Regions from separate parts of the Mus musculus genome. Here region 1 is linked to region 2. The links are chromatin contacts, called in public Micro-C maps. All regions are on one chromosome and are shown on one strand. Each heading gives the region's core, a stretch centred on a gene start, on an enhancer-like site or on the middle of the called end of the contact. The rest is flanking DNA. Distances are from core to core; before and after follow the strand shown.

Region 1 (6,504 bases), core at 68-2,567, 470 kb before region 2:
AGCCTAGTTCTCTAATCTACCTCTCCAAACACTGTGACTTCAATACAACTACAGAAAACGCTCCCAATTTCATATTGCTTTGTGGAGATCAAGCGTTCAATCAATGAGCTTCGAAAGTTCTGTCAAATTTCCTTATTACTTCTCTCAATGGTTTATCTATTGATGTCTTGGGTGAAATCTGTATAGGCAGGGCACCATTCCATTTGGTGTAACTGAACCCAGAGACTATTACTACTTATACTCCAAATTAGAAAATCCTTACAGTCACCTTGTACCGTTCACTGCATTGTGAATATTTAGTCCACTTCTCAAAGTTTCCTGCAGCAAGGTCTTCACCACAGTAGAAGAGTTCCTAAGCAAGATGCCGGTGTTCTTTCCTAACCCCCCAGAGCAGGGTATTATAGCAGATCGAACAAAGAGCAACAAAGAAGGGGGAGGTAATAACCTCCCATAGAGACATGCCAGGACCCATCAAACAAGAACAACTGCACGCTTCCTCTCTCCTACCACTTCCCAACGACCTACCTACTTCCAACTCAAAACCCCTTAATTGTCACCGAGGAAGTGCAGCCCTTCCATTTGAACCCTGAGAAAGTGGAGCTCGAAGAACGCGAACAAAGGCGAGGGATGTAGTCCACGCAAAACACCAGCGAGACAGCGCCGCTCTGCGAACTTGGCCACCGGCCAGCAGTAACTCCTCCGCAGCCCCACCCGGGTGCCGGGGTCCCGGGTGAGGCTGGAAGCGCAGCGCGGACAGATCGGGGGCGAGAAGGGGGGACCGGGAGAGCGGGGGAGGGGACAGGGACGTGGGGCGGAGCTCCAGGACGCCAGCTTTGTGCAGTCAGGCCCAGGGTGCCAACTGGGGTTCCTCGGGAGACCGGTCAGAGGCAGTGCACCCTAAACCTGCGTGTGCCCGAGAGGACCCGAGAGGAGCGAAGGCGGGCGTCCCCGAGACGCCACCGCTGGGTAGGCCGTGTTGGTGTCCCCGCGGGCTGCCACCCCCGACACCCCGCCGCGCCCTCCCCGCATCCCGGCTGCAGGCTCCTCGGCCACTCACCATCATAGTAGTAGCACACTTTCTTCTTGCCGCCTCCTTGACTGTACGCCATGGGCTCAGGCCGCCGCCTCCCGGCTGCGGCTCCTCCTCCGGCTGCTCCCGCCCGCCGCGGCCCGGCGGCCAGACAAGAGGGCTGACGGGGACGGCCGGTGCTGCAGCCCTCGGAGCAAGGGCAGCCCGGAGCGGGACGGCGGCGGGTGCCGGGAGGGCCGTAGGGCACAGAGCGGGATAGGCAGCGGCGCCGACGCGCGACACTCGGCAGGGGTAGGCCTCCGGGCGGCGGGGCTGCGAGGCGGGAGCGACCACTGCGGCTGCGCGGAGGGGGGCACCACAACTACGGTCGGGAGGGAGCGACCGGGACGGAGTGGACGCCACCGGCCAGGGCGACAGTAGTGTTTCTACGGGTAGTCACACACAGTCCGGAGGTGCGCACAAGCGGACTTTAGCCCCTTGCTCAGAGACCCGGACGCGCAGCAGTGAGGTTCACCCCTCGGTCTTACGCGCACTGGTTGCGCCTGGGCCGAGCCTGCGCACTCCGCGCCTGCTCAAACGAATCCCGGGCAGTCTAGACCCCTCCTCCAGGGCTCATGCCGCTCCCCTCCCCCACCGCCGCGACGCTCCGGCCCGAGCCCGCCACGTGCCGCGGGGACCCCGAGGGGCCTCGGCTTGAGAGCTCCCTAGGGCTGCCTCCCCCCACACACACACCCGCTACCTGGTGGTCCGATATTCCCACGTGTTTCAATTCTCTTGTTCTCCCTCATTGGCTCCTGATAACTACTCTTGAGTTACAGAGAGGTTAATGGCAGACTCCTTGTATCTCCTGGGTTTAATAAGCATTTCCAGGACTCGGTATAAGCACTGTTCCCAGCATCCATACCTGCTCGTAATAAACACCATTTAAAGCTGTCAAAAGTGCTGGGATGTACGTGCCATGTCCATCTCCTTATAGGTGTGGGCAAAAGAAGGAGTATAGTGCTCTCAATTGCTAAATAATAGTCATCTGAGGACCGAAGGGGTGTCGAACTTTTCAAGACTCCACGTGCTTTGTCTACTTTATCAGACTGGATGTGCTTCTAGCCAGACAATTCAAAAGAATTGGTTTAAATATTGGAGTCCCTGTGTTTAATAGCCTGGCGTTTATTGTGCACCTGTCTAAACCAACCTGCTTAAAGGATGCATAAAGGATGGAAGCTGACTGTCTAATGAAATACTCACACACCTGAACTGTTATTATTTAAAATTCCAGCTACATGCACACACTACTTCCTCCCTTAAGAGGAGGTGTTGAAGTAAGAACCATACTGAGTCACTAACAAAAATCATTATTTTTCTACTTTCGGATCCCCAGGACTCTTAATACATAAAGCACCAATCTTCCAGGCTTAACCCCAAGAGACTTAGAATTACTCCAAGGTACCCCTCACCACAACCACTTCTCTCCCAAGCCTACAGTTTTAACAAGACCCTGGGAGATTAACGTGGTTGGGTCAGGGACCACAGTGGAGAGAGCTAGCTTTGATGTTAATGTTGATTACAGAGTATTGTTTGCTTCATTTTCTCTATCAGTTCCCAAGTCAACCATGCAAGGTTTTGAAAACAGAATGAGATGCTTAAGCAAACACTATTGTTCTTCCCCAGACCAAACACGGGGGAAGTAGGAAATAAGACTTGATTTTTTTCAGGGAGACTTCTAGCCTCTGTTCCCCCACCACACCTGTTTTTTTGCGCTTTTTAATACATTTAGCTCAACATTTAACATGTTATCATTGCCCATAATTCCTCAGCTTGTCTCCGTTGGACACAGTTTCACAAGAGGACAAGCCGACTTTACCCTAAACATAATTATTTCTCTAGTGTCTGTGGCTTTCAGCAAGCCATTTGAATTTTTTTAAAGTGGTCTTCACCCCTAAAATGAGAGACTTTCTTATGTGACTATTGAAACCCTCTTAAGATAATCCACATGGGGAGCTAGAGAAAATACCCAAAGAACTAAAGGGGTCTGCAACCCTATAGGTGAAACAACAATATGAACTAACCAGTACCCCCGGAGCTCGTGTCTCTAGCTGCATATGTAGCAGAAGATGGCCTAGTTGGCCATCATTGGGAAGAGAGACCCCTTGGTCTTGCAAATTTTATATGCCTCAGTACAGGGGAATGCCAGGGCCAAGAAGTGGGAGTGGGTGGGTAGGGGACTGGGGGGGAGAGGGTATGGGGGACTTTTGGGATAGCATTTGAAATGTAAATGAAGAAAATACCTAATTTTTAAAAAGTATAAAATAAAATGAAAATTTACCATTTGACATTAAAAAAAACAAAAACAAAAACAAAAAACGCAAACAAAAAAAAAACCAATTAATAAAACCACAGTTCTCAGCAATAAAAAAAAAAGATAATCCACATGGAATAATATTTAAACCATATGAGCAGATGCTATTTGAGATGTAATATCCATTTTGATAAGAGTGATTATAGCCGCTATTATTCCTTGCATCAGTAGAACCTAACTTCAAATGTCAGGGAAGAGGCTGGAGTAGGTGTGTCACTGTGGGCATGGGTTTAATACCCTCATCCTAGCTGCCTGGAAGTCAGTCTTCGCCTAGCAGCCTTCAGATGAACATGTAGAACTCTCAGCTCTTCCTAGATCACACCTGCCTGGACGCTGCCATGATCCTGCCTTGATGATAATGGACTGAACCTCTGAACCTGTAAGCCAGTCCCAATTAAATGTTGTTCTCATAAGAGTTGCCTTGGTCATGGTGCCTGCTCACAGCAGTAAAACCCTAACTAAGACAGTATCCAATTGCCCAACTAAAAAAATCTGAGAAAAGTCTGTGCAACACAATAATAACAAATCAGAAAATAAATGGTTCCCCACCTAGTTGCCTATTTGTTTTAACATTGACATGCATTCTTAATTATTGTATTGGTTTAATAACAATTTCTTTCACATATAGCATGCATCTTAGCCACAGTTCTCTCTGTGCTCTCTTTTTCCTTCTCTCCCTTGCCCACTCATGCTAGTCTTCTTCCCCAATCTCTCCCTGTCTCTATATAATACAATTCAGTCTGTGTCCCAAACCAAACTTGAACCTCAAGGATCACTGCATTCATCTAAGCTCTTCCCTCGACCTAGAGGAATTCTGCAGGCCACGTCAGAGTATGTTCTCATAATAGTTTCTCCGAGTTTCTGCAGAAGGGAGGATCCTTTGTCTCTAGAGCCATATAGCCTCCACTTCAACAGGGACCTTTTAAAAGTTGCTTCTCACCACTGTGCGAGTTCAGAGAAGAGGGGATCTTCTGAGCTGTGCCTCTTTCTGTCACTTCCTCTCTTTTGCTCCCTTCGCTTTAAATTACTTGTTACTGAAAGCACAGTGCCCATTTTCTGCAGCTTTCTATCTTAAAGCAATGTTCTGACCCTCTGCAGTTACAATTGGTTTTCTGGGGGCACAGCCCTTCACAGTTTGGACTGAGCCTACTGGTACAGACTCTAGACTGTCTCTTCTGTTTTACAAAGTTTCCTTCTTGTTTGTTTGTTCCTAAAACTAATGTTTCTGAATTATTATTCATATCATAAAATTTGCTATTCTCAGAAATTTTGGGTAACTGCAATTTGGGGCACTGTATGTTACTTGGGAAATTAGAGCTCCCTCTTGGCAGTTTTAGTCTTGATAATATAAGAATTCAAAAGCTGACATAAGTTTCAGGGTAGCCAGAGTTATATAGTGAAACCTTGTTTCAAAGAAAAGAAGAGGAAGAGGAGGAGGAAAGAGAGGAGGAAGAAGAGGAAGAGGAGGATGAGGAAGAGGAGGAAAGGGAGGAAGAAGAAGAGGAGGAAGAGGAAGAGAAGGAAGAGGAAGAGGAGGAAAAAACGAGAAGCAGTAGTTGCCTGTGCTGGGACTTGGCATTCATAATAACTGGCTCTTCCGTGTTCCTTGTCACATGAATTAAATCATGTAATATAAAATTTCCCACCACACCTAAAAGATTATAAAAATTGAGATTTCCTCTTAATTCTGATGATTGGTCCAAGGCTCATGACTAAAACTGCTGGAGAGATTGCCCTAAAGGGTGTTATCTCTGGAGGCTCCTCTGGCCTTCCCACCCCTACCCTCCCTCTCATGATGGGTCCCCTTCCCTATATATTTCTCACCATCACTTTCTCTTAAATTACTTATTTTATGTGTATGTGCTGCCTGCATCTAAATATGTGTGCCATGTGTGTTCCTGGTGCCGAAGGAGCCCAGCAAATAATATCAGATGCCCTGAAAATGGAATTACAGAGGGTTGTGAGCCACACGTGGGTACTGAGAATCAAACTTGGGCCATCTCTCTAGCCTGGTCACTCTTACCCGTAATAAAGCTCCTCAACAGGCTTGAAATGGAAACCGCTCCTTCCCCTTAAGGCACCTTCATGTTTAGATCTCCATAGATTATACTGTTTCTGTTTGATGTTGTTCCCTCCTACTTAATACATTTCATACCTGAAGGAAATTATGAATTATGTACCAGTCTCCTGCCTGGACTAACAACAGCTATTCTTCTTTTATTATATTCAACATGAACGGTTCTGGTCTTTGGGACAGATAACCATGTCAAGTCTACCCCCCCCCCAAGGTCAGAGATAATTTTATTCTTTAGACAGGTCTCAAAGAGTTGCCAAACTGATTTTATCTTTGTACTGTTGTGCTGGTCATTTTTACCTCAACTTGACACAATCTAAAGTCATCTGAAAAAAGGGGACTTCAATTAAGAAAATGCCTCCATGTGCCAGGTGTAGTGGCACATGCCTTTAGTCCCAGTACTTGTGAGGCAGAGGCAGGTGGGTATCTGAGTTTGAGGCCAGCCTGGTCTACAGAGTGAGTTCCAGGCAGCCAAGGTAACACAGAGTAACTCAGTCTCAAAAAAAAAAAAAATCCCAAACCAAAACAAACAAAAAGAAAGAAAGGAAGGAAGGAAGGAAGGAAGGAAGAAAGAGAGAGAGAGAGAAAGAAAGAAAGAAAGAAAGAAAGAAAGAAAGAAAGAAAGAAAGAAAGAAAAAAAGAAAGAAAGACAAAGGAAAGATAAGAAAACAGAAAATGCCTCCATAAGATTGTGCTGTACGAAAGCCTCTAGGGCATTTTCTTAATTTATGACTGCTAGGAGAAGGCCCAGTCCATTGTGGGTGGGGTCACCCCTGGGCTGAGAGAGCCATTGGTAGCAAGTCAGTAAACAGCAGTACCATGGCTTCTGCATCAGCTCCTGCCTCCAGGTTCCTGCCCTGTGTGAGTTCCTGTCCTGACTTCCTTTGATGATGAATAATGAACAGTAATGGAAGTTTAATTTAAGTCGAATAAACCTCCTTTGCTCCCAGTGTGGCTTTGGTCCTGATGTTTCATCACCAGAATAGAAAGCCAAAATAAGACAAGAGTTATCTGGGTAATACAAAGTTAGATGCAAAGCTTTGATGG
Region 2 (6,689 bases), core at 2,590-5,089:
GAAGTTTTATAATAAAATATTGCACAGAAATGTAAAATTATGCAATACAACAAATAAAATAGGTAAGCACTCAAATAATTTCTGTTACACACTTTAGTGTTAAGCTCACATTATACCCTTAAATATGCTACAATCAAATGTAGTGAGCACTCTTACTGTCTCCATCAATGAACAGTGTCTTTCACTACAGTTATTTTAGTTCTAAATAAAGGTCACTACCATAAAAAAATTCATCCTGCCAAGATATGCCCAGAGAGTCAAAGAAAATTCCTTCCATTTAAAATCTCCATAAGGAATTTCACTTTTTCTCTAAGAAAGAAGATAAACAATCATTTTTTGTGAACTTCCTCATTTGCATATAATTGCATTATTAAGAGGTGTTACTGTTTCTAAGATTAGAAAAGTATAGGGATGAGGAAATGAGGGAGCAAAACACTATTCTATGAACTCAGTTTGCTTTTTTTGAGGCAACAGGAAGATTTGCATTTATTCATAAGTGAATACTAATGATGTATTGAGATCTGGCACTACTCCAGAGAAGTATACAGAAAGACAGAGCTAGAAATGTGACCCAGTGCAGATTCATGACTTACTCCTAAGAACTCAGACACCTACTCTAAGAAAGCAGCCAGGAAGTTAGAGACATCAGTTATCTGGAGTTGAGTCAGCTAAATGACACATGGCTTAAAAATAATGACAGAATTGAGGTGGAAACAATAACACTGTAACATCTCTTTTGAGATGACTTTTGAGTCAACAGTTCTTTGTTGGTTGATCACCTACTTTGGGGGAAGATGCTGCTTCCTCAAGAAAGGCAGTGTTCCACAGTTCCATTTACACAGCATAGGAGCAAACATTCTCCCTCTAGCAATAATCTTTCCTTGTTTTAAATAACGGCCCAGCTCAGCTATGCTTATTGTGTGCGCTCATGTGCTCAAGAAATACTTTTTGAATGAGTGCAAATTCAGTGAGGAGGAAAGTTATTCATTCAGAAACATCTGTGCAGGCCTGCGAGACGGTGAGGAGAGTGAAGGCAGCATGCCATCCAAACACTTTACATCCTGTAAAGACTCTGCAAATACAGGGATTTCAAACATTAAGCTCAAGGTCTGGCTGAGTCTAGAAACCAGGACCCAGTACCTGCTGTGACTAGTGACTGAGTACTCTGGCTGTAATTTCCCTCACAAGTTGTTTAGACAGATATACTTGAAAATACTTTACATAAGTAATGAAGCCTATCTCTATTTTATTAATTGAGGACAGAACATATTTAAATAACTCTGGGTAACTTGGAGGAGAGACCAGAGCTACTATGCTTACCCCAGTTTAATACAGGGCAGTGAACACAGATACAGTCAAACAATAGTTTCCTTCTGATCTTTGTTTCTTGTCTCATTGCCTGTGTTTTATGGCAATTCACTAGCAAATAACCATTTTCTCACCGAGGCCAGTCTGATGCTGATACAGTCATAGCAAACAGTACTAATTGTGAACAAGTATAGTTGAAAAGGAAAGGAAAGGTGCTCTCATTTCTCCTGCTAAGAACAAAGAGGGGGAAAACCATGAAGAGGAAGAACAGAGGTAGTTTTAAAATGTGCTCTAATTAATAGCAATAAAACATTTTAAAAATAGTTATATTTGATATCAAATTTGGTAATTGCTTTTAATCATCTCCAACAGCTTCTTTGAAAAGTAGACAGGTATGTTTTGAAGTGAGCAGTAGCAGGAAAACACTTGTCTAAAGCTGGAAAGTATGTAGCGAATGAACATTGAACAACACCATTTAGAAGCACCTACTTTTAAGGCTGTCAACAAAGCAGTTTGCAGAGGAAGAATGCAAAGGAAGAGAGGATGCCTGCCCTTTTTGTTCCAACTCAAGACCCTGCACGCCATTTATCAGGCTCAGCTTACATCAATCAGAAGAGAGTCACAGGGCAATTAAATATAGCCACAAAGTAATAGTAATACGATGTAAAGCACTTTACAGACATTAAATATCCCCTGAAAAGACTAGCATTTCCCATGAAATGAGAGAGAGAGAGAGAGAGAGAGAGAGAGAGAGAGAGAGAGAACACTAAGGAAGGAAAGAACACCCCAGAACTCACATTCTTGGGTGAAAGCACTAAAGGAGGGATGCCCAAGACCTATGCCCACAGAGCTGGAATGACTTAGTAGCAGTAGCGCTAGAGGTTCGCTTGGTGTGCTCCTGGAACCATAAACACTAAAGTCATCAACATCAGGCAGTGGGGCGGGGATGGCGGGGGAGAATCCTTCTTTACTAGGCAGTGTGCTAAGTCCAGGAGGCAGTATGCTGTAGTGGGTCACAGCGGCTTGCAGACTTCTTAGAAATAATAATTTGATCACTCCCACGATTGCACTCATCCCGCGCGCGAGTTTGTGTGTGTGTTGTTGTTTTGGGTTTGAGTGGAAAGGGTTAAGCAGATTGAAGCTTGAGGAAATGGGAATCTTAGGAGCGGAGCGGTCGGGTCTTCTTCAAAGAGTAGGCACCCACTTCCGCGGTAGTGGAACTACCTCTGCTCACCCTGTCTGCTTTTTGCGTGGACTTCAGGGCAGCCCACTCCCCTTAAAGCCACCGTATAACTTCAAATAACAGTACACAACTAGCGGAGAAGTGGCCAAGCAGAATCCCAAACTGTGAGCGATCATCATCAGTGACTGTGCGTTCTGCATCTGATTCTAGGGGAGCGCTGGATGTAGGTCTCAGAGCAAGACAGACAGGCAGACAGAAGGGCGGGGGGGACAGTCTTGGAGGCAGACTGCTAAATTCGCTCAAGCAATTGCTCCTTCTGTTTCTCTTGTCCTATTAGTTTAACCCCTACCCCAGCAAGAGGCTCAAAGTCTTCCCCAGGAGGCGCCTAGAAAAGCCGCGCCCTACAAAGTGAGTGGGGCAAAAGGATGCCTCCTCTAGGTGACTTCGCTTATCACTTTCTCCTAAATTCAGAAAGTCCGAGCTTCGAGCCCCCTACCCTCTCTCCCGCACCAGGCGAGCAGCGCGCAGTGCTCACTCACCTTCGTCCCTAGTGGTGACAGCCTCGGCTTGGAAAGTGGTGGCCCAGGCCAGTCGCCCCGGGTCACCAAGTGGTTCCCGCGATCGCAGTGGCAGTTGTCCAGTAGTTTGGGATGCTCAGCTAGGAGCAAGCCGGCGAGCAGAGCAAACAAGCAGCACAGTACCCGGGCTTCCACTCGGGCGGCGACAGAGGCGGCTATGGTGTCCTGGGCGGGGAGCTGCAAGCCAAAGGAGGGGAAGAGAAGTAGTGGAGTTTAGGGCACGTTTCCCGCACTTCCCTAGGAGACTGGAGCCAGGTGCGGCAGGGCGCGCTCCCGCGGCGCGAGCACGCCAGGGGCAGCTGCGGGAGCCTTAGTTCGCGCAGTGAAGGGGACCGCAGGAGCTCTGCGGGAGGAGGTTCGCATTCTCCTCGCCCGGCGCGGGCACCGACGCTGACCCGGACTCCGCAGGCGAGGGGCAAAGCCTCGGGCGTCCGCAGTGACAATCTCAGAAAGCTCGGTCCTTGGAGATGCCTCCAAAAGAGCAACAGTCAGTGAGGCTGAGATCTTCCTTCCCTGCGTACTCCGGTGGCCTGTGCCAAGCTGTGCGGACCGCGGACTCCCCGCCTCTCGCGCTGTCACAGCCGCCGCCCGGTCCCTGGCGCGCTGGAGCCGGCTGCAGCCTCCCGGAGACGTGCCCAGCGGGATGTGCGCGCGCGCGTATGTCTAAGAAGATATCTTCCCCTCCATCACTTCGGCTCGCGGGAGGGACCAGGTCCCTGGCGGCCAGCTGCAGAGTGGCTGCCAGTCCACACCCTCCCAGCTCTCATCCCACCCACCCCGCCCCTTCTCCTCCTCGCGCTCCCCTCCTTCTTCTGCTCCTCCCCTCGTAGCCGCTCCTGTGCTCCTAAAGGCAGCAGAGGGACCTAGAGGAAAAGGGGGAGGAGGAAAAGGGTGGGGAATGGAGCGCAGGTGTCTTTGGAACGGAGGTGGGAGCAGGCACCATAGCTCCAATAGGCAGGGGCAGGGCCTGGCCTTAGGGGTTGAAGAGGGAAGAGGATATACTGGGAGGCGGAGGACATGAGGCTGGGCCACAACACGTCCCACCCGGGAGCGGAGAGCTTTGGCTAGCACGCTGTAGCTGTAAGGTGGGTGGTCAGGGCTCCTGAGCAATCTAAGATCACAGCTTTGAGAACCTTGAATGGGTTACTGGGCTGGCAGATAATTAATTTGATACTTAGAGATTGAAGAGACCGGGTTCCTGAGGAGGTGTGACAGATCTCTGCTGTGATAGTTGGGAGTCAGACCCAGAGCTTGAGAGGGGTCACACAGGTTTCCAGAGAGACTACATTGACTTCAGCATGCCAGGTGAGAGTGCCAGAGGATAGGAGGGGCTGGTGGCGTCAGCCACGGTGCTTTGGGCTGCTGTGTGCCTTCAGAGTCACAGGGGGCGATCACTGCCTAGTAGGAAAGAGGAGCTCTGGTCTCAGCCTTCATGTGGGTCTGGAGTTCCAAAACCCAGAGGCACACTCACCTTTCGAATTTAGTTCCTCTGTCCTAGCCTCTGCCTCCAGCAAAATGGCAGGCCAGGGAACTGAGTCGATTTGCTGGATTCAGCTTCTTTGCTGGTGGAAGAGGGCCCACCTGGAAGCTTATTTACGGTGCTTCCCTCCTAATTTCTATTCTCAAAAAGCATCCCTGACTAACCACAATTACAAGGAAATTGTTACTACCCCCTCTCATGGGGGTAGCCTGAACAAATAATCAAACATGGTTTATCCTTCCATTCCTTCTTTCTCTGGTTGTTTCTGTAGAGGTAGTCTGCTTCTTGAATACTTTTCATTGCACAAATGTACAAGTCCTTTAGGAAGACATCACAATATTATTGCTCAGTGCACTAGAGTAGAAAGAATCGGCATATCAATCCTTTCTGTTACTGCAACCACACTGTGTTAATTCTGTCTATCTAGAAATGAAAGGTAGGCAGCAATCCATAAGACAGCGTGTTTCTGGGTTCTCATTTTGAAGCAGCCCCACTTTCTTTCAGGGACCCATCTTTATCATTATCCTCAAAGGTCATGAGCTCAGATCTCAAAGTCCATTTTTAAGTTATCAGCCTGGGGGGGGGGGGGGGGACGACACGACTGTTGAGTTCCAGAAGAGATAAGTTAAATTTCCATAAACTTATTTACCATCTACTCAAAAAAATCATAAGCTCAGCAGCAGCATCCACATGTATATTGTGTAATGTAAGGAGCAGTAGGAGAGATGGCTGTTTGCCAGCTCTGTGATCCATTAACCTCTTTAGCTCATCATTGGCAACAATAGCACCCAATCACATTCTTATGTTTGAAAGACAAGGGATTTCTTTTCCATCTCAAAATCACAATGCCACATTATAGTCTAAAAGAAATCTCAAACAATAAAAGTAATACGAAAGGAAGAGAAACAGTTTGCTTTTTTTTTTTTCTGAGCAAATGTTGCTATATTGTTTTTCTTGAGTAGGAAAAGTGCTGAAAAGCAATAAAGTTCAGAAAGGCATGATAATAGATTTTGAAGAATGCATTATTCTGCCTATCAATCCTTTTAATTAGCAAACTACCCATTTAAATGTTTATTTCTATAATCTATTTATTGATACACACATTCTTTGGAAGAGGAAGATTAGCGGAAAGAGGATGGGTAAAATGTATCTATTTCATTCCTCTCTCAGGGTGATGTCTAGCAGGAGGGAGCCTGCAAGAAGGCTATGCATTCTCAAAACCTCTAACTTTTCCTCAGAGAATCCTTAGCCTGAGTAGCTGATGAACTTGGAAAGTGTCACAGATTTAGCCTTACTGTCAAAGGGTTAGCCTTCAGGCTAAATAAAGCCTGGTAGATTCGACAATCTGAAGCATGGTTCCAGCCAGCACCATTCGCTCACTTAGTGGCGGAAGACAAGGTTAAGGGACACAAAACGCAGAGCTCCCAAAAGCTAATCTCCACCCAAAGCGGCATTTCCAGAAAATATTTTTAAAATTTAATTTTGAAAACAGTCACAGATTTGATGCTTTTGGAAAAAGCTTAATCACAAAAGCCAAATGAAGCACATCAATGAAAACACGTGGTTAATTAGAATGTTCATTTGCTAATGATTTTTTTCTCCTGAACAATCATGCTCTCTTGACTCAAAAATACAACCATTAAGCAATATTCAGTTCACAACTTCTAATAGAGAGTGCCCTCCCCATGTTTTGTAAATGTTTGTCGTTTTAAGAAATTGGGGAGGGGTAACTGTTTTACCTCCAAAAATTGATTTGTATTTATTTCAATGAGCTGTAACCAGCACCTGGAATCAGTTGACTAAGCAGGCACCCACTAGAAGACTAAGTTACATGGAGGGAGACCTATAGCAACCTTAGGAGAAGTGCTGGTCCCAGGTCTTCTCTTAGAAGACACACTCTATATCTGCTTCTTTATGCTGAATCTAGTGGAATGTTTTTTATATGAAAGAAGAGAATTTTTTGTACTATGTTTTGCTGTGTGTGGTTGTTTGAAAGAGATAATGGTCTACATCGCTCATATATTTGAATGCTTTCTCCTCAGTTAGTGGAACCTAGGAGTTTGGGAAGCATTAGGATGAGTGGCCTACTTGGAGTGACCTTGTTGGAGGAGGTGTGTCACTTGGGTGGGGTCAAAAATCC

What was found. A called contact is a pair of places that touch in the nucleus more often than the background predicts.
Region 1: a contact with region 2 is called in a Micro-C map of embryonic stem cells, with 5 times the contacts expected there. The contact joins the promoter of Hdac2 here to the promoter of Hs3st5 in region 2. A contact is called at or near these places in 1 of 39 promoter capture datasets (embryonic stem cells), 2 of 484 Hi-C or Micro-C datasets (both in embryonic stem cells) and 1 of 115 datasets of contacts at active chromatin or transcription factors (embryonic midbrain).

What each region holds. Positions count from the first base shown.
Region 1 is chr10:36,969,357-36,975,860 of GRCm38.p6, reverse strand. It overlaps Hdac2 (histone deacetylase 2), which reads right to left and starts at 1,317. Exons shown (of 14, transcript NM_008229.2): 1 at 1,058-1,317. The coding sequence starts at 1,109.
Region 2 is chr10:36,503,957-36,510,645 of GRCm38.p6, reverse strand. It overlaps Hs3st5 (heparan sulfate (glucosamine) 3-O-sulfotransferase 5), which reads right to left and starts at 3,839. Exons shown (of 5, transcript NM_001253356.1): 1 at 3,031-3,839.